Linked DNA regions of Mus musculus: all the other regions are linked to region 7. A link is a contact called in public Hi-C, HiChIP or PLAC-seq and promoter capture Hi-C data. All regions are on one chromosome and are shown on one strand. The core of a region is the stretch at or near the end of the contact, and the rest is flanking DNA. Distances in the headings are between cores, read along the strand shown.

What was found. Promoter capture Hi-C pulls out the DNA fragments that hold promoters and counts their contacts. Hi-C and Micro-C count contacts between places; a contact is called where the count stands out from the background. HiChIP or PLAC-seq counts read pairs in DNA pulled down with a chosen protein or histone mark.
Region 1: a contact with region 7 is called in an H3K27ac HiChIP or PLAC-seq map of the NIH/3T3 cell line, with 9 times the contacts expected there. The contact joins the enhancer-like site here to the promoter of Nfib in region 7. A contact is called at or near these places in 10 of 39 promoter capture datasets (the 3T3-L1 cell line, 3T3-L1-derived adipocytes, the HPC-7 cell line and 4 more), 5 of 484 Hi-C or Micro-C datasets (the N1E-115 cell line, muscle stem cells, myocytes and 2 more), 16 of 115 datasets of contacts at active chromatin or transcription factors (the NIH/3T3 cell line, T-cell acute lymphoblastic leukemia, a beta-TC-6 cell line and 11 more) and 1 of 9 other capture datasets (pancreatic islet).
Region 2: an H3K27ac HiChIP or PLAC-seq map of heart atrium shows a contact between it and region 7, with 4 times the contacts expected there. The contact joins the enhancer-like site here to the promoter of Nfib in region 7. A contact is called at or near these places in 7 of 39 promoter capture datasets (the 3T3-L1 cell line, 3T3-L1-derived adipocytes, the C10 cell line and 4 more), 1 of 484 Hi-C or Micro-C datasets (cortical neurons) and 3 of 115 datasets of contacts at active chromatin or transcription factors (embryonic forebrain, embryonic stem cells and heart atrium).
Region 3: a contact with region 7 is called in a promoter capture Hi-C map of hippocampal neurons, with 10 times the contacts expected there. The contact joins the enhancer-like site here to the promoter of Nfib in region 7. A contact is called at or near these places in 1 of 39 promoter capture datasets (hippocampal neurons), 1 of 484 Hi-C or Micro-C datasets (cortical neurons) and 4 of 115 datasets of contacts at active chromatin or transcription factors (embryonic forebrain, embryonic hindbrain, forebrain and 1 more).
Region 4: a contact with region 7 is called in a Hi-C map of cerebellum, with 4 times the contacts expected there. The contact joins the enhancer-like site here to the promoter of Nfib in region 7. A contact is called at or near these places in 9 of 39 promoter capture datasets (the 3T3-L1 cell line, 3T3-L1-derived adipocytes, the C10 cell line and 6 more), 8 of 484 Hi-C or Micro-C datasets (cerebellar granule neurons, cerebellum, cortical neurons and 3 more) and 11 of 115 datasets of contacts at active chromatin or transcription factors (the NIH/3T3 cell line, cardiomyocytes, craniofacial prominence and 7 more).
Region 5: a contact with region 7 is called in an H3K4me3 HiChIP or PLAC-seq map of craniofacial prominence, with 5 times the contacts expected there. The contact joins the enhancer-like site here to the promoter of Nfib in region 7. A contact is called at or near these places in 11 of 39 promoter capture datasets (the 3T3-L1 cell line, 3T3-L1-derived adipocytes, the HPC-7 cell line and 6 more), 1 of 484 Hi-C or Micro-C datasets (cerebral cortex) and 8 of 115 datasets of contacts at active chromatin or transcription factors (T-cell acute lymphoblastic leukemia, cardiomyocytes, craniofacial prominence and 5 more).
Region 6: a contact with region 7 is called in a promoter capture Hi-C map of liver, with 6 times the contacts expected there. The contact joins the enhancer-like site here to the promoter of Nfib in region 7. A contact is called at or near these places in 6 of 39 promoter capture datasets (the C10 cell line, HPC-7-derived erythroid cells, frontonasal cranial neural crest and 3 more) and 7 of 115 datasets of contacts at active chromatin or transcription factors (craniofacial prominence, embryonic forebrain, embryonic hindbrain and 4 more).

What each region holds. Positions count from the first base shown.
Region 1 is chr4:81,968,901-81,971,921 of GRCm38.p6, reverse strand. No RefSeq gene overlaps it. Among named protein-coding and RNA genes, the nearest start is that of Gm46886, 36 kb to the right of the region's middle. Within about 2 kb of position 1,266, at least 27 of the 459 cell types and tissues checked have an H3K27ac peak or open chromatin away from gene starts, as enhancers often do. A contact at or near this core is called in the NIH/3T3 cell line, the SN4741 cell line, muscle stem cells and 2 more, where this site is marked.
Region 2 is chr4:81,897,541-81,900,671 of GRCm38.p6, reverse strand. No RefSeq gene overlaps it. Among named protein-coding and RNA genes, the nearest start is that of Gm46886, 35 kb to the left of the region's middle. Within about 2 kb of position 1,846, at least 18 of the 459 cell types and tissues checked have an H3K27ac peak or open chromatin away from gene starts, as enhancers often do. A contact at or near this core is called in heart atrium, where this site is marked.
Region 3 is chr4:83,181,969-83,184,976 of GRCm38.p6, reverse strand. The region is part of intron 1 of Gm46887 (a long non-coding RNA gene); the gene reads left to right. Among named protein-coding and RNA genes, the nearest start is that of Gm46887, 3.1 kb to the left of the region's middle. Within about 2 kb of position 1,471, at least 33 of the 459 cell types and tissues checked have an H3K27ac peak or open chromatin away from gene starts, as enhancers often do. A contact at or near this core is called in cortical neurons, where this site is marked.
Region 4 is chr4:81,935,920-81,939,115 of GRCm38.p6, reverse strand. Gm46886 (a long non-coding RNA gene) reads right to left here. Exons shown (of 2, transcript XR_001784536.1): 2 at 2,968-3,196. Among named protein-coding and RNA genes, the nearest start is that of Gm46886, 3.4 kb to the right of the region's middle. Within about 2 kb of position 1,560, at least 9 of the 459 cell types and tissues checked have an H3K27ac peak or open chromatin away from gene starts, as enhancers often do. A contact at or near this core is called in cerebellar granule neurons, cerebellum and hippocampal neurons, where this site is marked.
Region 5 is chr4:81,822,164-81,825,084 of GRCm38.p6, reverse strand. No RefSeq gene overlaps it. Among named protein-coding and RNA genes, the nearest start is that of Gm11412, 80 kb to the right of the region's middle. Within about 2 kb of position 1,289, at least 13 of the 459 cell types and tissues checked have an H3K27ac peak or open chromatin away from gene starts, as enhancers often do. A contact at or near this core is called in craniofacial prominence and second pharyngeal arch cranial neural crest, where this site is marked.
Region 6 is chr4:81,787,247-81,790,154 of GRCm38.p6, reverse strand. No RefSeq gene overlaps it. Among named protein-coding and RNA genes, the nearest start is that of Gm11412, 45 kb to the right of the region's middle. Within about 2 kb of position 1,609, at least 6 of the 459 cell types and tissues checked have an H3K27ac peak or open chromatin away from gene starts, as enhancers often do. A contact at or near this core is called in liver, where this site is marked.
Region 7 is chr4:82,504,373-82,507,383 of GRCm38.p6, reverse strand. It overlaps Nfib (nuclear factor I/B), which reads left to right and starts at 1,605. Exons shown (of 12, transcript NM_001113209.2): 1 at 1,605-2,653. The coding sequence starts at 2,624.

The DNA.
Region 1 (3,021 bases), core at 17-2,516, 540 kb after region 7:
CTTTTTAATCCCTAAAGCGTGTGTGGAAAATTAGTGGAGAGAATTAGCCCAAGGACTTTAATTTGAACGATGGGGGCCCACAGACCAGAAAGCAATAACTGTATGAATTAGTTTGCTAAGGTTGCTATAACAAGCACCACAAACAGAATCAAGGACAGAAACTTCCTCTCTCATAAATAGTCCCAGAATACTATAGTGTACTCCTATGTGGTGACTTTGTTTGGTCCCTCCTTAGGAAGCAAAATCCCTCTCCACACCTTTAATCCCCCTAGTTCTTGGTGACTTGCTGGTGACTTTGATATTCCTTGGCATTCTTGGTGTTCCTTGCTCTATCTCTGCCCTTCTGTTCACATGCTGTTCTCTCTACATGTCTCTGGTCAATATCCCCTTTAATAAGGATAACAATCTTATGAGGTAAGATACACATTAGACTCTACTGTGACCTTATCTCAACTACACTGATCATACACATACACATACACATACACATACACATACACATACACATACACATACACATACACATACACATACACATACACACACACACACACACACACACACACACACATACACATACACATACACATACACACACACATACACATACACATACACATACATATACATGTTCTTGACTCAATTTCCAAATAAGATAATTATCTGAGGTGCTAACAATGAGGAATTCAGCATGTGAAATTTGTGGAAGAATTTAGAGCTTTCTATTAAACTTTAGGGAAGGCACATATAACTTAGGAGAGCTAAGTAGTATAAGTGTCAACCTTGGAGATGAGTATGAGATTTGTTTGTTTGTTTGTTTGTGTTATTTTTCCTGTCTTTAATTTAAGATAGGAAACTTAGATTATGAGCCTCAAGAACAAAGAGTTTCTGTTTCACATGTGTCTGGGAGACTCCCCAGTGGTGGCTTTTCAGATGAAGCAGGACTGTTGAGTACATATCTCTTTGTTCCACCTGAAGATCTATCCCACGAAAGGGACAAGAAAGAACAAAATGTTCTCACTGCATGAGTCCCCAGTAGCTAATCAGTTAATCTCTTGAAGTAAGAGAATTCAATCTAGCAATTTCAATCTCAGGACAAACTCTGTAAGAAGAAAACCCTTGTCACCCCACTTGGTTCACTGACTCAGAACGGCCCACATGCCATGTCGTGTTGCCAAATCGAACATCTGCATTTCAGTTGCTGCATGCCTTTGGCGTTGGCGTTGGCCCTCTGACCACAGCGCTTCCTACAGCAGCTGTTTCAGTGGCTTGGCTTCTTTCTGTTGCCCTAGGTCTTACGGTGTAGCAAGAGGACACCCACAGTGGATGCCAAGAGAGTCATCCTAATGAATGGCATATTACGGACCTTGGGAATGTGACTTGGTGTCGTTTCATAGAGTAGCTGGCTAAATCCCGGTTACTGAAGGATCAAGTTAAATCAGGCAGAAAAATGATGTGGAGATTCTGCTTACAGGAAGTCAGCCACAGAAGCTTGCTTGTCACAACCAAGGCTCCCTTTGAGGAGCTCTACAGGGAGAATTTAAAATGATATGAGAATGACTTAGGTCATGTGGGGCAGTACTGCAGAACGGAAGTCAGTCACAGGCTTCAGAAAGAGGAAGATTCTTTTTCCCACTGTGTTCCCTTCCCATGTAACAGCTCCTTGCTCCCACACTCCTGAATATAAACACTAGTCCATACACTCAGCTATGGGCTCCCTTCTGCAACAATCTCACTGGACACAGAACTTTGTAACCTGATGAAATCCCACCACAAATGGGAAAAACAAAAACAAAACAAGACAAACAAAAAAACATATTTCAGTCCCCAAATGTCAGCAGGAGGATGGGGTAGGGCATAATGAACCTAACTCTAAAGCAAATAAAACATCTTTTAAAATGTTGCTGCTTGCTGCCAAATGTGGGTTCTGTCGCAGTACCACAGGGGGCTATTTGCACATGGCATGGTCTTCCCGATGAAGAAGCATGGCTGGCATGCCAGAAGGAGCTAGCAATTAACACTGCCAACGCCTCTGGAGATGCCTTACAGAAGCCTGAGCTGGAAACCATGGCTGCTAGTCACCCTTCTGCAGCACAGCTGGGATGTGGCCAGCAGTGGCTGCCTCATGTGTGGCCTCAAACTCATTGTTGTGGAATATCAGATCTGTGGGTTTGCTTTGGGAGGGTTTATACCATTGGAGATAGGGCTCAATGTCCTATGTTTCAGTAAGGAGTTAAACTAGTGACTCTAAAGAAAGTTGAATTACCAGACCCCAAACTTTGTAAAGAGGACTCATAATGATATCAGATATCAGATCGTGCATAGTTACCACTGGCTAGGCACATGGAAGTGGTAGGTATGAACTGTAAAGAGGGCTGCAGCTACTGAGCAGATTCTAAATCAGACTAGGGTAAGGGAGAATGACAGTCATCTTATGAACAAAAGAAATGAACAGGTAGACAGCTGCCCTGTCATAGAAGAAATATAAACTGGTTTCTAGGTTCAGTTCCAGAGACTACCACTCCCCAGTACCCCAGTATTGTAGTATTCATATATACACACACACACACACACACACGCACGCACATTAGGATAAACATGTAGATTTTAAAATTATGATTGTTGAGTACATAAGAGTATTATCTAGTAAAAATTATATATATATATATATATATATATATATATATATATATATATATATATGTGTGTGTGTGTGTGTGTGTGTGTGTGTGTGTGTGTGTGTGTGTGTGTGTATAGGATTATAGATGGGTACTTATCACTAATCAATGGTCTCTTTCACATTCTACAAACATTCATGGACTTGGATGCCTCCTAAGAGCAGGTAAAACCTAATACATTACAGAGAAAACCTCTATCCCCTTGGACTGTATATTTTAATGAGCGAGAGAACGACCAACTGGACAAATGAGCAGGTGAATAAAAAGAGACGCTTTCAAGCTGTAGGGAGATCTATAATCAAAATGATGAAGGATGGATGGGCTGCAAAATATCTCAGCAGTT
Region 2 (3,131 bases), core at 597-3,096, 610 kb after region 7:
ATTATTGTACTTTTAAGTATATAAAATATAACATACTGTTACAAAATTGTATTACTGCACTTTGTATTACTTTATTTGCATGTATCATATTGATACGATTATTAGTTCATGTGCAACTGTTGTAAAAGTTGGGTTTTCGGACCTCATAATTATAATTAGGTGACAATAATGAAAAGAATTTGCAGAGACATAAAAACTGACGAGTTACTTTTTCCTCTTGCCCTCACTATCATAGCATCCTCTGTGGTGAGATCACTTTTCATATCTATTTTCAAATGAGTAAACAAAGTCGTGGCAAGGTGACTGACTGCCTATCTGGGAGCTAACTCAAGTATCTCGAGTTCAGCTAAGTTTAGATCTAGACTTCTATGAGCTCCAGCCCTGAGTTGGCCCAATTGGCTTCTGTCTAACTGGGGGAAAAAAACCTCATTCTCAAAGCTGTTCTTTTGTCTCCCAAATGCTAGGGTGGCTTTCCTTATGTAATGCCCAGGCTCTTTTCCAGGCCCTTGTAGCTCAGTGCGTGAGGATGGCAAAGGGCCAAGGTATAAGTACATGAGAAAAGGACTCTTTTATCATTTCCCTTACTTAAAACTTGAAAGTCAGAGCTCTTGATGGATTACTTAGCAAAGTTCCTGGCTTCTCCTTTCCTACCAGCCACACACCCAGGAAGGTGATACAGCCTGACAACCCACTGATCAAATCACAGCAATAGCACACTGAAGGTTCAACTTGAAGTTTCTTTTTGTTGGTACATATCGAAAGCTCTGTAGAAATGACCCCAACAAGAAAGGTTCTTTCCAAAAGGGTGAAAGGGGATTTGGAAACCTTTTCTCCACTGTGAAAACTCACTGGGCTAATGCTACAATTCTTAGTTCAGTACTGAGGGTTTTATGTCTATAACCTTGTTCATGACCTTCATGTTCCCAGTTTGTGTCTCAACAGCAGCCTAAAAGGAAGAAGAGAAGGAGGCTTTGGTTCCTGGTCTACAGCTGAGAAGACCGAAACCCTAGAAAAGTACACTGGGCTAGTATCATGAGAAAAGGAGTAGAATTGGAGCATAGAGTTACATGTTTTGTCTTTTAGTCAAGTGATTGTTGTTGTTTCTCTATGTATATAGAGTATATAGACACTACACACACACACACACATATGTGTATATATATATATATATATATATATATGTATGTATATATATATATATACACACACACACATATATATTTAGTTTAAATTAGTTTAGTTGGTTGGTTGGTTTTGGTTTTGGTTTTGGTTTTTTGGCAGTAGAAATATTAAACCTGCAGATTATTATATGTGGAGTCCTAGAAAATTCAACACATGTCTATGGGTGTCGTGGGTGGGTGCTTCCTTCCAAAGGTACCAAAAAGGAAACTTGAGCCTGAGAAAACTGGGGAGTGGGTGCTATTTCCAGTCCAACATATTGGGTCAGCTTTTGGAAATCTAGACCAACAGTTGAAGCTTCTTCTTATGTTCACTTCCAAAGATTCGGGGAATTTCTTTCCTTGAAACCCTCCAATTATGCCAATAAGAAAACAGAAACAATATACACAGTATTTGTCACCTGGGGCAGAGCAGGAGGAAGGTTTTAAACCTTTATGTTTGTTTAAGCTTTCTTCAGGTACTTATGATTGCTGATCTAGAAGGTTAAGTACATTGAGAGACACAAATTTGGAACAGCAAACTTGCTCTAAGGAACCTATTGGCTACCAAAACACTGCTCCAGGAGGCTGTTCACTTCCAAAGGACTAGCTGCCCTTGGGTCCAGAATTAGCATAGGGACTGCCTTTCTCTTCAAGGAGGGGAATTTGTAGTCTCTTGGGTATTTCACCAGTTAGCACCAAGCCATGCCAGCAAGAATGCCAAGACCTGCTTTGTTTACATGCTCTTTGCCTACTTCCTTTTCAGTGAGAAAGTCAAGGAGGCAGCCCTGCTTTCTGGTTTCAATACAAACATTTCTTTACAGACCGCCCATTCCCCGTGTTCATGGCTTAGGCTATCTTTTTCACCCCTTCCAAAATAGTTTGTTTCCCAGCTCCTGCTTCTCCTCTATGTTGTGTTGAGAAGGATCTAAAACATGCTTCCTTAAACAGCTTTTGTTTTTTGTTTCAAACCACAGTCTAAATTTAAACCCTGGCCCAGCCTTTGGAGTTGACCTGTGGTTGTGAGTGTACCCTCATTGTTGCCTTGGGGACAATTACCTTCAGCCAGTCAAGTGCAAATAAGCTGTGTCTGTTTGAGCGCAAGGGCATTTTCATTGTCAGGAACCCTTTGGGAAGAGCCTTCTTACATGTTTTCCTTCTTGCTTTTTAAAAAATTTATTCAGTCAAAGACAGTACGATTTATCCTTCTAAATATTGTCTTTTATTAATGCTATTAGAGGCAAGATCCTGACCTATCTTTGTGTTTCTCTCCCCTTTATCTGAAAAGCTCTTAGCATGTCTGACCTCAGTTTTTCTTTCCAATCTCATCGCTTATTCAATCTTTGTGTTTGCTTCTCTTCACACTTTCTTCCATCTTCTGACTCATTCTTGTTCTTTCCTGCGAGGTAGGAGTGGCCTTTACTACTGTCCAATCATCTGATGCTTTGAGGTCTTTGCTTAAAGCCTAGCTCAGTATTTTATTTTTAATGAAGGCTTTAAGGACTTGTCTAGACCACCTCACCTCTCCTCTGCTTTGCAACTCTGAGGATACCTGTTAGGCTTGAGAGAATACTTTAGAATAAGCTCTATGTCCTGCTGGCCCTGTGCAATTATTTTATCTTCTGAATTGTAATGTTTTTTAATACCAGTGTCTTGTATTTTTAAAATCCAGTAAAAAGTATCTGTCACACTGTTGCATGGATGCTGTCGGGGACAAGAGCTGGTGCATTTCACAGTGTTCTTTCCATGTAGACCCTTGGGAGAAAAGTCTCTTAGTCCTTAAGACCCAGCAAAGTTAGACTTCTTCAGAACTGATGCTTTGTTTTGATCTTGTGGTCATCGTGAGTCACGTCTTCTTCTTTTCATAGGCGCAGAGCCAGAATTGCAGCCCCCCAAGAGTAACCAAGCCAGGCTTAATGGCATATGCTTGGCAGTAATAGCATTAACTCTGGCTTCTTATTCTTATTTCCTGTC
Region 3 (3,008 bases), core at 222-2,721, 680 kb before region 7:
ACTAGGCCCGAGGTTTCTGAATAAACTACTGTACTGGCCAAAACCCGGTTTCCTTAGTAAAAAGCTCTTGCCTGTCTCTTTTCACCCAGATTAACTTGTTTGCCTCACGCTCTTCCTGGAGTTTGGAGTCCTTGTTAGCACTTGCATGCTTTCTCTGCTGCTCTGTTGGCCCCAGGAGTATTTCTCCCCACCCCTCCGATCCATTGATGTTAGCAACAGAAACATGGGATGTTTAAAAGAAGAGAATGGTCTAGAAACATGGGGACATTCTTCTGTGGGCCAGTTGCTGCCTTTCGTGTCTTAGGGGACAGGGCTGGCTCTTGAGGGAGCCACAGCCACTGGATTCTCACTCATGGCTGACGTGGAATTTACTATGCAGTCCAGTATGGCCTTGAAATTGACTTCAATCCTCTTGCCTCAGCATCCTGAACACATGGGATCACAGGTGTGAGTCACAGTAGCCAGCTCTGTCCAGAGATTTCTGATTGGATTGTGTGTGTGTGTTCTCTACAACCACCACATCCAGCAGAGTAATGATCAGCATGCAATTTCGTTCAGCACGACTAAATAGCTGGTATTGGTCCAAACTGTGGGAATCTGACCTCGAGTAGTTTAGGCATATTAAAGCAGTGCACAATTTGGTGGAAACTTTCCTGGTTACATGTGCACAATGAAGCCCACATAAACCTCCTTGAAGAACAAAGTAAGCTAAATAAAGATCGGATGTGACTATGTTGAAATCCTTTGTAAAGTACCTGTGACACATTCGGTAGAGATGAGTTCTGTAGATTGAGAAAAATAAGCTCACGATAGGAGTTTTGGGGAGTGTCTGGTGTGGTCCCCAGCTCACTCATATAGCACAAAGATCACCGTGTTATTAACTACGTCTGCTTCCAGATCTCTGGGCAGGTAGCAGGGTGTATATCCCTTCCTTTGAAGGAACAGCCCTGTGTGTTTAACATTCCAGGTTCCCTAGTGTTTATGAGCACAAAGACCTCTCTGTGCCTCCCCCAGGGGCATCTTTACCTGCTCATTGATTCTTAATTGCCGGGCACTTCTGTCAGGCCTTGGTGAGTCTTCAACTTTTTTGGGGGGAGGGGGTGTCCTAATTTATCCTCGAAAAGCCCTCCGGGTCAAGTATCATTTAATACAAATTATTAGGGCAAATGGTCTTCTATGGCCAGTGCTGCCACCACCTGGGGTCTGCCATTATTTCCTTCCTTCGGTGTTTGAGTCCCCTGACTTCTGCTTCACACTCTCTCCTCAGCCCTTTGGAGAAGCTTCACGGAGCCCTGTAGGCTCAGGTAGACCTCTCCCACATGCAATTTCCCACCCGAACCCTCTCATAACCATGACTCTATGCTGTGTGCCATGTGGGCACCGTCCACCATGCCCCTGTGTATTATTGTCCTCACCCTGCCTTCTCCTTATCCTCTGCCCTTTCTTTCAGGCCGGGTGCAGTGTTGCAGGCTCCTCAGTAGGTGGCAACCTTCACAAACAGAAATCAGGCAATTTCTCAGCTGCCAGAATAGTTACCTCAGCTGCTCTTGCTCCCTAATTAGAGACACTTGCTTCCTCTGAGCTGCAGAAGCTGCTCCCAGTGTTATTGTTCTGGGAGGGGGCGGGGGCAATCTGAGTTGTTTGAGTGACCCCACTTTCTGTCATCTCATGCTTAGACCAGAAAATGGGGACTCATGCTCTTCACTGTTCGCTCTCAAGAACACGGAAGCACCTTCTCTCTCATGAAGTATTCCAGCTTTGGTACAGAATTTTTGTTTTGAAGGGGTGATAATGATCTTTATCATCAAAGTAATGGAAAGGAGAAAATATTTTTTGAAACACAAGGCTACACCATTAGATGTAAACAAAGGCATGAAAAAAAGAACAACCCACACACATTATTGGTGATTCTGTCTCCAGTTAACAAGAAGAGAGAGTTGAAATGGGAAAATCAGAGATTTTTGGTACTTGGGAATTTGCTGGAGCAATCAAAGGCATTATGGTTTAGGCCACTCTGAGGTCTCACTATCAGGTCTCTCTGAGTCTACACTATCAGGCCACTCTGAGATCACACCATCAGCTCAATATGAGGTCACTCCTACAGTCCACTCTGAGATCACACTTACAGTCCACCTGAGATCACACCTACAGGCCACACCTTCATGCTACCCTTTAGCTCTATATCTTCACCATCTGTTGACAGGCACTGAAGGAGTCTGGGTAGGCAAGTGGGTGTGCTTCCTTTCCTCACTGTGCCCTCCAGAACGTTGGGTCACTGGTATCAATTTTACCTCCAGGGATGAGTTTCCTGGGTCATCTGATGCCTAGGCCACTTTCCCTTCAGACAGTCTTCAGCAAGAGATCTGATCAGTGGAAAGGAACGAGACTGGCTTTCAGCCAAGGAAACGTCCACTTCTAAGCGTACACTGTGGTCTTCAAAGAACACTGTGGGAAGGCTTGTTCTCGTTTTAACAATGTTTTGATGACCTCAAGCAAGAAAGTTCCTTTCTTAGTCTTATTTCAGAGCCCTTGGCAATGGAGTGATAGCTATTCTGGGGCCACTCTGTGGATCCTTGGCTCTATGTGTTTTTGGCATTCCTGTGTTGTGCATGCACTGTTTAGCATGTGCGTATCGAATTACCTGGGTGTCATTCCAGGCAGGTTTAGTCTATCCTCTCATTTGTTCTTTGAATCAAAGGCAATTTATTCCTGAGAATACTTGTGTCCGATCTGAGAAGGGGTGATCCCAGTGGTCTCTGAATACCTAGTATATGCAGTGATGAATCTTTGGTTTCTGTTGAACTTACAGCATCAGACCTCAGGACTAGAAACCTAGTTTCTTCTTGTTAAGATAAAACTGATTGACCAATAGGAAGTAGTGTAACTGGACTTCTAGGGCACTGAAATGACTCTGTAATGTATATATCATTGCCAGTTGTAACTGATGTAGCGCCCTGGGTCAGAATTACCCTTCTGGGGAGACTGTGAGGGATTGCAGAGGGAAGATC
Region 4 (3,196 bases), core at 311-2,810, 570 kb after region 7:
GAATATGGATTTCTCATTGGTCATTCACCTAGACAGCTCCAAACATCTAAGCCATCCTGGGGGGAGCAGAGCTTGTTCTCCACAATGTTGACATCCTCTCTATGCTTTGTGTCCTGTGAATATAGAAAGAAAGTCACAGAGGACAAGCAGGGTGGAGACTGACAAAAGGGTCCAAACTTGACTGACAGTGTCTTAAGGAGCCCTCACAAGTTCACTAATGTTGAGGGAAATGTATTTGCTTTTATCGATTCATTCAGAAAACTTTGGCTGGTGTTTTCATGGCATTCAGTAATTTTCATACAAGTACATGTAGTTCACTTTGAGCACATTCCCCAAGCTCCGTGCCTTTCTGTCTCACTCTGGTGTTTAGTTGCCAAGGTCGAAACACAATAGCTACCTATGACAGTTCTCTTTGCTCCAGATGCTGCCTCATAGGTTTTCCTGTGGTCCTCCACATAGCTTGTCCAGAGGCCCCACACTCCCATAAGAAATGCCTTGTTAGGGAGAAATCAAATGGTCTCAACTTCCTTCCCTCAGTGTCCTTACAGGAAATATTCTTGCAGCCCTCATCTGGGCATCGCTAGGTTGGCTGATGGCTCCCATGAGCAAGAAGTCTTTCCTGTTTCTCTTGCTAGACAACCATGGATGGCTCATTTCTGCCTTTGAATTTTCCAAATGGTTATGGATTGCTGGAAAACTCTTACACATTCTTTTGAGGCCTAAGGTTTCAGGAAAATGGTCATCCCTTGCATAGAGCGAGGTTGTATCTCTCTCTATCTCCTCCGAGAAGGAGTGAGTTGGTGCAAACACAAGAGACCACTTCCAAACAAGGTTTCTGGGGGAAAATTCTCACCTTTCTGTTCCTTGCACATGAGCCAGCAACTCAGGACTCCTCCAGTGTGCTTCTTTCTAATTCTTAATTTAATGGACTATCTTACTTCTTTTTAACTATTTTCCATTTAAAATTAGCATATATTACATATGTGGTTTAAAAAAATGTAAAATTCTGTTGGTTTTTAAATGTCTTCTTTAAATCTTTTTTGTTGTTCTTAGTATTCCTGTCTATAAAATGGGCAAGAGCACATAACATGTTTCCTCACCACAGGACAGCTGTTGGTGTGTTTGGTTGAAAATGCAAGGCCCATTATAAAAGAAATACTCAGAAACATGAGCTCCTTCACTTCCTTCATGTTTTATAGCACTCTTTTTTTTTTCCTGGTGGATATAAAGAGCAGCATCAACTGAGATTAAATTCCTCCAACTTAATTCTTGCTTCCAACTCTAGCTAATTACTTGAACAGCACTAGCAAAGAAAAGCTGACACAAGAAACTGGACAAGGTCTGTGTCTCCAGTGCTCTGAGGAGAGAGCAATAAGTAAGGTGTTCTGCACAGCTCAATAATTTGCACCACAGGAAAGCCGTACTTCCAAGGGCAGGCAATATGTCTGCAGCATCCTCCTGGAGGAAGAAGGGCCAGGAGCTCATCTTTATGGCTTGAGGCTTGAAAGCTGCTTAACTGGGCGGAACGCCACCTCCTTGCCATCAAAGCTGTCCACCTGGCAGTGAATCTCAATGAGACAGCTGACTGGCTCAGCGTACAAGTTGCCTTGCCAAGGGGATGAGAACGTAACCAGAAGGTCTTTCAGGAAATCTGTTTAGGATGTGGGGGATGAAGAGGAAGAGAAGGATCAATCCTTCCCTTGTGTGAGGTGAAGGAGAAGGAGTCCTGCCTGCCTGCTCTTTGCTACACAAACCAGTTGGAGCTTTGCAGAGCCCTTTGCTCACTCAGTCCTAAATTCTGGTTGGCTCTTATTTTAGAGTCCAGCAGTAGTGTCAAGCAGTAAGTGCCATTCCTTTGAAAATACAATATGGATGCTGGCTCAATTCAAAGAATGAAGGTAAGAAGGGACTTGAAAATCATTCTCATTAGGCTGGTTGTCATGCTGAATACAAGAATTCCCAGCACTCTGGAGAATGAATTAAAAGGATCGTGACTTCTCATACATCAAGGAATACATAGCAAGTACCTGTCTTAAAAATACAAAACAAGTAAATGAACAGAAAACTATATTTGTGAGACAATTACAAATACAAACAAGAATCTTATAGTAAAGACACAAAGCTATTATTGTTAGACTGCTAGCTTACAAAAAATTGAAGTTAGAAAATATAGTGAATTGTTTCTCTTCTCCAAATGTTTAGAATTATTAACCAAATCATTAAGAAAACTTCTAATTTTACAATACTTGCTATATGCCAGTTACCAGATTCACCACTTCATGCAAATGCTTGCTTTTACCCACTGGCCTTGAGAATTTACAGGTAGGTATTCTCCATCTCTAGTCAAAACAAAACAAAACCAGGCAACTTTTATAAGCTGCCCCTAAACATACAGTTATCGAGAAACCCAAGATACGACCCCTCTTTTCTCCTACCCCAGAATTTTATCTCTTAGTCTGCAAACATTTGTGATCAAAGCTCTTTATAACATATTGAACATTGGGGCTGAAGAAAGAGTACTGAGAATACACACTAAGGAGAATACACACACTCTGTGTCTGTACCCTGAATTCTGGTGCTAGAAGCGGCAAAGATGACAAAGAATAAAATCTGAGCATAATCTTCAAAAATTCAATAGCTATAAGTTATGACAAAACAGTGCTTCCTTTTGGTATAGCAATGGTGGAAAATACTCATTTTATTCAAACAATATATATTATATATGTTATATATAGCATAAATGTATATAATTTACCCCCCCCCCCATTAGTTTGAAATTGAAGGAATGAAATTCAGAAACAATGTTAAAACAAAAGGAAAGAGTACGAAACTTGTGGGTTGAATCTCTAAAGGCAAGAGGTACTCAATCTAAGTCATTCAGAAACGCTATTTTCAGATAGCTTGATATATCAGAGGGTGGGTGAAGATAAAGTCCTAGGCTATTTCAGAAGATGCTCATGTAGGTTATCATGTGACAAGTGACTTTATTCATTGCTCAGAAAATACAGGACAAAAACGGCTCAAGGAAGGAGGGGTTTACTTTGAGTGGCATTTGAATGGTGATTCATCATGGCGACAGGAGATGGAGGTAGCTGGTCTCATTGCTTCTGTAGTCAGAAGGAGAAGCAGACGAATGCTGGGGTTACGCTTTTATTCTTTTATTATTCAGGATGGGATGATACAATGGTGTCCTTCA
Region 5 (2,921 bases), core at 40-2,539, 680 kb after region 7:
AACATAAATACAAGGAATACCACATTTCAGCGTGTTCCCTACAGAATATCTTCTCTTTAACATTGGATTTTATCTCATCATACACAGCAGCATAAACAAAGACTCTCTGCCTATAGATATTATTTAAGCTACTTAACTAAATCTTTCTTACAAAATTTTCTTTAGTTCTAGGGATATAGAGGTGGCTCAGCAGATAAGAGCACTTGCTACTCTTGTACCAGTTTGGTGATGAACAAACTCACAGTCAGTGTAACTTCTGGTCCATGATATCTTCTAGCCTCTGTGGGCATCCACTGGCGTGTCACTCATAAACACACAGATAAACACAAACAATATATAATTAAAAGCATAAATACATTTTTAGTTCTGTGATAAACCTGTTACTTGAGCTAACAAGAAAGAATAATAACAGGGATGCCATAATCATTTAATATAAATGTGTTCTGCTCAAGCAAATTAATATGAAAAGGTATATGAAAGGATATTTTTAGAGTCATGCAGTAGCATTTTGAAGCAAATGTTTCTGTGATGCGAATCACTAATATAAATCTAAAGTAGTGATAAATGTTTCTATCATTATACTTCATTGAAACTCAAGCTATATTATTTTCTAATCATCATGGCGGTAGAGACAGAGTTTCAGATTTTTCCAAGAAGGCCTTTTTGTATATTATATTATTTGATCTTTATATGACTTAAAAAGTAGCCAGTGCAATCATTTCTTCAGAGCTGTGAATATAATCACGGAAAGCCAGCAGATTGGCTGGTACTACATAATAGTCAGCACCACACCTCTGGCTGATTGGCCAAGAAAACAGTCAGCAGTGCACTCCTACTGCTACTGAAGCTAGAAAGGAGAAACGAAAACTTGCAGAGATTACATCGTCACCTGACTGGCCTGTGTTCTATATCTAACCCCAGTCTTGGACCCTGTCTCTTTGAAATTCTATTCCATGTTCACACACGCTAGGCAGGCACCCTACCACTGACTCACATTCCAAAGGAGAGCATATTGTGACACAGAAACTAACATTATTTATAAACTTCTTAAATTAAATAAGATCTATACTTCAAATTAGAAATCTTTTCCTCGGCGGCTTATAAATAAGAGTACATCTTCCTCCATCTCAATTTAAGAAATAACATGGCCTTTTATAGGAAAGGTGGATACGTTTTCCTCCTCAGTTGAATCACCCTGGAATAAACTTTTGGGGCACTCAGTGTGCAGCCTAATTAATTCCATGCTGTGGAGAAGCAGAGCTCCCTGGGCCTGCTGTTTGCTATCCCTGTACCTCAGAACTGTGTCTGGAACACTTACAGTATCTGCAGTAGATCAACCAGAGGAAATCCAGACAAGCTTCCCAGTATCCAAACAGGAAGCTAAAAACCTCTGTCTCCCTTGGAAACCCTAATAAGCCAAAACTTTCTAGTGGAAATCAACTCAAACACTTCATTCCAACCCACGAGGTTGTTATTGCACATTAACAGTTTAAAACCCGAATTCCTTGAAGTTCAGTTTTAATCATTCTTCAGCATTCATGCAGTCCTGAACATCATGGCTTTGTGTACACCTACTGCTGGTACAACCGTGTGGGTGTTACAGCCTTGTTTCAGCATTTGCTCATCTGATGCAGATCCTAGGACTCCAACATGGTGACATCTTGATTCAGAAAAACCCCATTATAGCAAACTCCAGATAACTGACCTAGGAATTCAGGTTTTGATACTCGGCTCCTGTCAAAGGTTCTACCTCAACTAATTCGTTCCAAAATTAGCTATGCTGAACTCACCCATGCAGCTGACCACAAATTAAGAACAGACGTATTGCTAGCCAACCTGGAGAAAGAAGCTGAGGACCAGAGTTTAGGATGGATGGAAGAGTGCAGGCTTGCAACACAGCTCAACCAATGCCTGCCTTTCTCTGGAAGCAACACTTACTTAGCCTGGGCATATTGTTTTAGGTGTTGTTCAAAAGACAGGTTCACAGTGCTATCTCCGCACACCGTGGCATCTCCAGGAAGCTAGAAATTTCTTTTGCACCTGAACTTTCTTATTAAGACTTTTAGGGTTTTGCATGAAAACCCTTGGGAGCATGAACGCTGCAGAACTTGGCAAAGAAAGAGCAAATGGAACCTAATCACTAACACTGCAAAGTCAGCATCGAACTGTACTTCATTTGGCAATTTGAGTTGTCATGCTTTGAATTACCTCTGTCCATGTTTGGTGTAAAATAAAAGGCAAAATCTCAGCATCTTGGACAAGAATATTCTTTCGAGTACAGAAACTAGGTAGAGACTATCCTGCAACCATGACAGACAGAGTTATATTCTGTTTCTTTTGGCTTAAATTGCAATTTTACTATTAGGAGAGGCTTTAATGAATACCATAGTCTAGTGTGACATAGGGTCCCACATGCTTGTCCTGCCAGCCCTTAGGAAGTAACAGCAAGAGGACCACAAGTTCAAGGCTAACCTGGGCTATGCAGTGAGTTCCAGACTAGACACAACTACATGATAAGACCCTGATTCAAAATCACAGAACCTTAAGAAACCAATGAAAACAGACACTTTTACATCTTTCTCACTGTTGCCTCCAGTATTCATATGATACAATTAAGAGTTAGAGAAACGTGTTGCCAGAATGAACAGAACTTACAACAGGAGACCTTGAACATGGGTTTTCCAGATTTCAAGTTCAATGCCCTGTAGCTTTAGGATATGGTGTGAAAATTGATTATATTAATCCTATCATGCTTATTAAAGAACGAGACTTGTCATTATTTACTCAGTTTGAGGTCAGGACTAAGAATCCTACATAAAGAAGCAATTAGTTTTGAGACTAGGTTCCTAAAGAGAAACATAATCAATTTGATGCCCTGTATTATTGGCATGCCTTGCCTGACTTCCTGACTTTTCTCCATC
Region 6 (2,908 bases), core at 360-2,859, 720 kb after region 7:
AATACACGGGACCCACGTGTTAGTGGTAACCAACAGCTGCCTAATTGGCCCATTCCACAGGATGGAAATTATGTCTGTTAATGGCAACCAAGCCAACTTCCCTGGGCTAGTGAGGTCATCAGTAAAACAATCTACTACCACCCCTTTGCCAGGCCAGCATAACTACTTTCTTTGTTCTATGTTTAAAATTTTAAAATAAAACAGGTCAAATAGCCTAGAATTATCTCATCAAAATGAATTTTCAGCATGATGACTATAGTTTAATAATTACTATATTTTTGAAAATGCTAGGAGAGTGGTAATGAGTATTGTCACAAAATGATGACTTTGTAATGCTTTTGTTAATTAGATTTAACCTTTCCACAAAATATTTCAAACCCTCATGCTACATATAAGTATGAACAATTTTATGTGCTTATTTGAAAAGTTAAATTTGTAGAAAAAGAAAATTAAGTGTGTAGTTTTTGTTCATATTTACTTGCCAATTTCCATACAGACTAGAACTCTGTTTATCAATGTGTCACGTTCTTAGGCTAAAACATTGTGGAGTAGTAATAATGTTTTATGAATTCTGGTATTTATTCAGCAAGTACTCAATAAATGTGCTGTGTGCAGTATAAACAGTATTGAGGAACCGTGCCCTGTAAAGACCAAGTAAGGTCATTGATCACTTGATCACTGCCTTTGCAAACTATGTACTGAGGTTGGAGTGTGACTGAAAATTGAGACAACACAGACAGCTACCAAAAGCAAATAATCAGATCTGGTTCATGGGTTCATAGGATGAGTGTCTTGCTTCTCTTGATTCCTAATACCTACATGGTAAGGTGCCACCTGTAACTCCAGTCCCAGGGACTTTATCTATTCATCTTAACTTTTTTGAGTACCAGGCACACACACACACAGAGAGAGAGAGAGAGAGAGAGAGAGAGAGAGAGAGAGGCAAAATACTTGAATACATAAAATAATACTATAAATAAATCTTTGTAAAAAGAAAACTTTTAATGGGATGTTAATGGAAAGATTCATGTTTCAGGACCAGCTGAATTACATTCCCTAAGACTGTCACTTACAAGTACTTGTGTGTTTCTATTACTGCTAAATTAGGTCAGCTTGATCAATGAGGGAAAATCATTTGGCCAATTTAATGAAGTCAAAGCATTCGTGTTGGGGTAGCCGTTTCGGCTTCCAAAGCACACATTCTCCAAATGTTTGCTCTAATCGTGTCCTCACAAGACACCGCAAAGTGGGAGCTTTTAAAACGAGGAAACAATGACAGAGAGACTAGCTGGCCTAAGTTTATGAGCTATTAAGTGTATGAGCTGGATGGGAACCTAGGCTTATGAGTTAAATCATGTTCTTTCCACTCCACCACTCCACCTCCCAAGTCGTAAGTGCCTCTCCATGGAAATGTGGAATACTTAGCTGTCCAGATAGGTTCACACTGTGAATTAAAAAGTCACATGATGACGATGTGGAGAAGCATTTAATTCATGGCAGTCATGTCTGTTCTCTTCAGTGATTTTCTGTGTTGTTATTGGCCTATCCTCAAGGTGAAGGCCCATCATGAGTGCCATACAGGACTGTCAGCATCACAGCTGACCATGAGGCTCTGCATTTGATGGTGTAAATATTTGCAGTGAGTGCTTGGTCTCCAGAGTTACCGTCCCATTCTTCTGGCTCCACAAACTTAGATTTCACTGAACAAGAGAAAAAAGTAGACTAGCGTTGGATAGTGCAGGAACTTCCACCCTCTGGCTTTCCCAGGCCTTATTTTCACTGGCAGAACTAACAATAGCACTGCAATGCCTACCACCACCCTCCCAGAATCTGCACCTGTAATTTTCAACTCTCTTCTAATCAGATGTTCAGCTTTGACTAAGCATTCTTTAATTACAGTTTGAAAGCTAAAGAATGCCCTTCTAGTTTTCCCAGGAGAAAATAAGAAAAATTAATGAAATATTGGTAGAAGATTCAATTATTTTTAGCAGCTAGAACCTTCTCCAAGTGCAAGAAGTTTCTGGAGAAGAAACTGTCTTCAAGTATGTTTCTATTCCAGAAGCTCTCACCTCACTGGCTCTGGGAGGAGAAAGTGAGCTATTAAATTGCCTCCGCTGGAGTTTGACAGTTTCATTCTGCCAGTAATGTTATATGAAAATGTTTAATGTTCAAAACTTGGGATTATTAAAGAGCAGTTGAAAACAACACAAATGCTAGCCAGGTATGAAGACAGATTAATTTTCAAAAATATTCCTGTCCTGGTCTATTTCAATCTTATAACTTGAATCATTTCTAAACACCTTGAAGCAGGGGAATTTCAGTGAGAAACCTGATTCAGTTTTCTTCCATTTTACATCCTGGAGAGTTTTGCAGAACTTACTTTAGACTCATAGAGAAGTGACTACTCTATGTGCGGATGGTTTTGTTATTTCCAATTAGGAAAACACAATTGCCTGCAGTGGAAACTTCTAGTTTCTTTGGAAAGTTAGTTATGTCAAATGATGCTTTGCTGTGCCACACAGGTGAGAGAATGTTTTCCTGAAGCAGACACAGGTGAAAGAATGTTTTGATATAGCAAACACATGAAAGGACGCTTGACGAAGGAGTATAAATATGACCCCACAGTCAGTGGGAGATGAGCACTGAACACTGGTTTGCTCTGCCTCTTATTCTTTGCTAAAGACACACAAGTATTGGTTTACCATACATAGCATTGTTGAGCTCAACTTGTGATAACACTACCATTGAGAGAAACTTGCCCAAAAACTGCTTGTGAAGTTCCTGTGGCAGCTTGCTACTTCTGCCCCCTCACCTTAGCAACGGTTCCTTCAGGATTCAACTAGAGTTGCTGGTTCATGCCCGGAGACTGCTTGCTGAAAGGACTGGACTGTAGCTAACAATTCATGCG
Region 7 (3,011 bases), core at 356-2,855:
GGGCACGGAGGCCGCTCCCCGTGGCGCGTGCCCTAAAGGGTTAACTCGCCCCGGTTCTCACAGTTTCCCCCGACTTTACCTGTCCTCCTAGACCCGCCGCCCTCCCCGCCTCCCCACCCCCTGCGCCTTTCTTCACCAGGCTCTTGGTTTACAGGGGCTGCAGCTGGTAGACTTGGCAAGCTCGCCTCATTAAGAGCGCTTTTTGAAAACGGACTGTGTTTGAGCATTTCCCTAATGAGGACAGGACGGGGTTAAAAAGTGACCATTTCATGGTTGACTTGAACCTGCCTACTTTTCTTGATGTGTCGTTGTGAAATGCTTGATGTGGGTAACTTCCACTTGGGGAAGGAAAAAGTCACTGGTTCTTTCAGGTCCGCTGGGGGAGGGCACGGTGGTCAGGAGTGCGAGGACTGGAGAAAGTTGAGGGGGGGAAAGTCCAGGACGCGGGGTGGGAGCGGGAGGCCGCGGGGGGCCTGGAAACGCTCGGCGGCCCCAAGCTAGGGCGACATGGAGCCCCGGGCGCTCACTTTTCTTTCTCCATTGTCTGGGGCAGCCTTTGATTCCTCCATTTCCCCACCCACCCCTAGCGGAAACCCGGAATTTGGGGGGCGGTGTGTGTGGGAGAGAGTGCCCGCGCGAAAGGGGGTGCTGGCCGGTCGCCTCCAGGGTCCCGGGAATCAAGTTCATTCACTCGGCGGGGGGCGGGGCGGGGAGCCGGCGGGAGCCGCCGGGGAGACCCGCAGCCGCACACGCACCCCGCGCGCTCCCGCCCCGCAGCCTCGGGCGCGCCGCGGCCCCGCCCTGCCCGCACCCCCGCGGGAAGGGAGCCGCTTTCCGCCGGCGCCCCGGGCTCTGGGGGTGGGGATTGGGACGCGGCCAGCGCGGCAGGAGGAGGAGGAGAGGAGGGGCGAGCGGTGGCGCGGCCTTCCCGCTCCGAGCGCGGCCACGTGCACCGGGCGCCGGGGGAGGGCGGGCCGCTGCGGCGAGGCTCGGGGGACCCTGGGGACCCCGGCGCCCCTCTCCGATCGCCAGTGCGAGCTCCGGGCTGGGCTGCCCGCCGCGCCCCGGGCTCCGCGCCCGTCCGCTGCAACTCCAGGAGGCCAAGTTCACTCTGGCCCCCGCCTCCACCCTCCCTCTCCCTCCAGCCGCCTGGGGTGCTAGAGTCGGCGCCCTAGCCCCGGCTCGGGGCGGCCTGGGTGTGAGGGAATTTTCCATTCGTTTCTTTCTTGGGCCCAGGCCGGTTCAGGGCTTCTCCCCTTAGGATGTTCTCGCGTCTTGAGCGTCTGCAGCGAGCAGTGAAATAACCTCTCCCTGGGCGGGTTTTCGGGGGTAAACGAAGAGTGGCAGAGAGAAGAGCTATTTTTGAAAAAAGAAAAAAGAAAAGAAAAGAAAAGAAAAGTCCCAATACTGTGGCACCGGTCTGATACCTTTAACAAATGAGGGGGAGAGACGCGAGGGCTGGGGGAGGCGCGCGGGAGGAGGAGGAAGGTGGGGGGCGGGGGGTGTGGAGAGGCTGGTGCAAAAGGAACGCGCGTTTGCAGGAGGAGGAGGAGTAAAGCGGTGATTGTGTAATTAAATAATAAAACAATCCTTAAGTCTGATTTGGAGAGAGCTCGAGCGGGGTCCAGAGGGTGGAACCGGTGAATCTTTCAACTTGCAAGTTTTTCAAGGAAAGAAAGCGAGAGAGGGAGGGGGAATAGAGCCCAGGACAGAAAAGAGGAGTTTGCAGCCAAGCGGGATCGATCGTTTGGGATTTTTTTCAGGAGGTCCTTCCGATCCTTTCCGTGGGCTGTGGCCAGCGGCACCGGCAGCGGAGTCCACGCGCGGCGGGTCAGACCCGGGGCGAAGCGGGCGGGCGGCGGTGCGGCGGGGCAGGAGCGCAGCAAAGGCTTTTCCGCCCGGGAGCTCCGCGCCTGCGCCCCCTCCCTCACCCCGGCCTCTCCCTGCTCCCCCCCACCCCCACCCCCACCCGGCCCTCTCCTGCGCGCGCCCCGCCACCCGCGCGCACTCGCTTGCGCTCCCCCTCGCGCACACACGTGGTCGGCTCGCAGCAAAGTTTCGCCTGCGATCGCCACTCCCGGATCCTGCTGCAGTGTTGGCGGCGGTAACCTTGAACTTTACCAGCGCGGTGACACATTCTCCTCGCTTTCCCCACCGCCTGGCCTCCTGCGCCCCCCTCCCCGCCTTTTTTTAAAAAAAACATTTCACCACCCACCATCACCCCAATCCAACCCACACCGAACCCTCGCGCACCCCAACCCCCAACAACAAACAACAACAACAACAACTGCAAAACAGAAAACAAATCCCCTAAACCAGGCGACCAGCAGCCTGCACCAGCGGCGGCAGCCTCGGAGAGCTCGGCCGGCGCGCGCGAACCGCAAGAGGGTTAAAAGTGTAGATTGGATTTCACCCCGGGAAATCTAGCTCGCCGAGTGAACTTGAATCTTTGGCTATTTAAGGAGGACTGGGTTTGTTGCGAAGTTGCGGTGAACCGGCGCAGTGCCCCGTCCTGATTGATCGCATCGCTGGGCTCAGATGACTGTAAAATGAATAGATGAAATCCTTGCTTCTGGAAGATTTTCTTGGGCATCTCCGGGAAAGTGCGTTTTAAGGCGAAGTCATGATGTATTCTCCCATCTGTCTCACTCAGGTACTTATCTTGGTCGCTTTCTCGAGCTTTCTCTGGCCCCAGACGCCTTTGTTGTGTCTTCTTGCTCTTGTGCTGCAGACCCTCAAAGGCTTTGCCTAACCTTGGCACACCCTGGTCTTCCCCGAGAAGTAGTGCGGAGTTGCGGTGGGCTGTGCGGGCGGCGTGGGACCACGGCTGCCGTGTGCGCCCATCCCAGCGCCCGAGCGGGGAGAGCCGGCACCGGGCGGGCGAGGCTGCTGGGGGTGGGCAGGGCCGAGACCTGCGGCCGTGAGCCCCTGTCCGCCCCTAAGGAGATTGCGGCGAAGGCAGCGGCGGCGGTGGTGGCCGCGGCGGCACCCTCACTCCCTGGCCGGTGCGC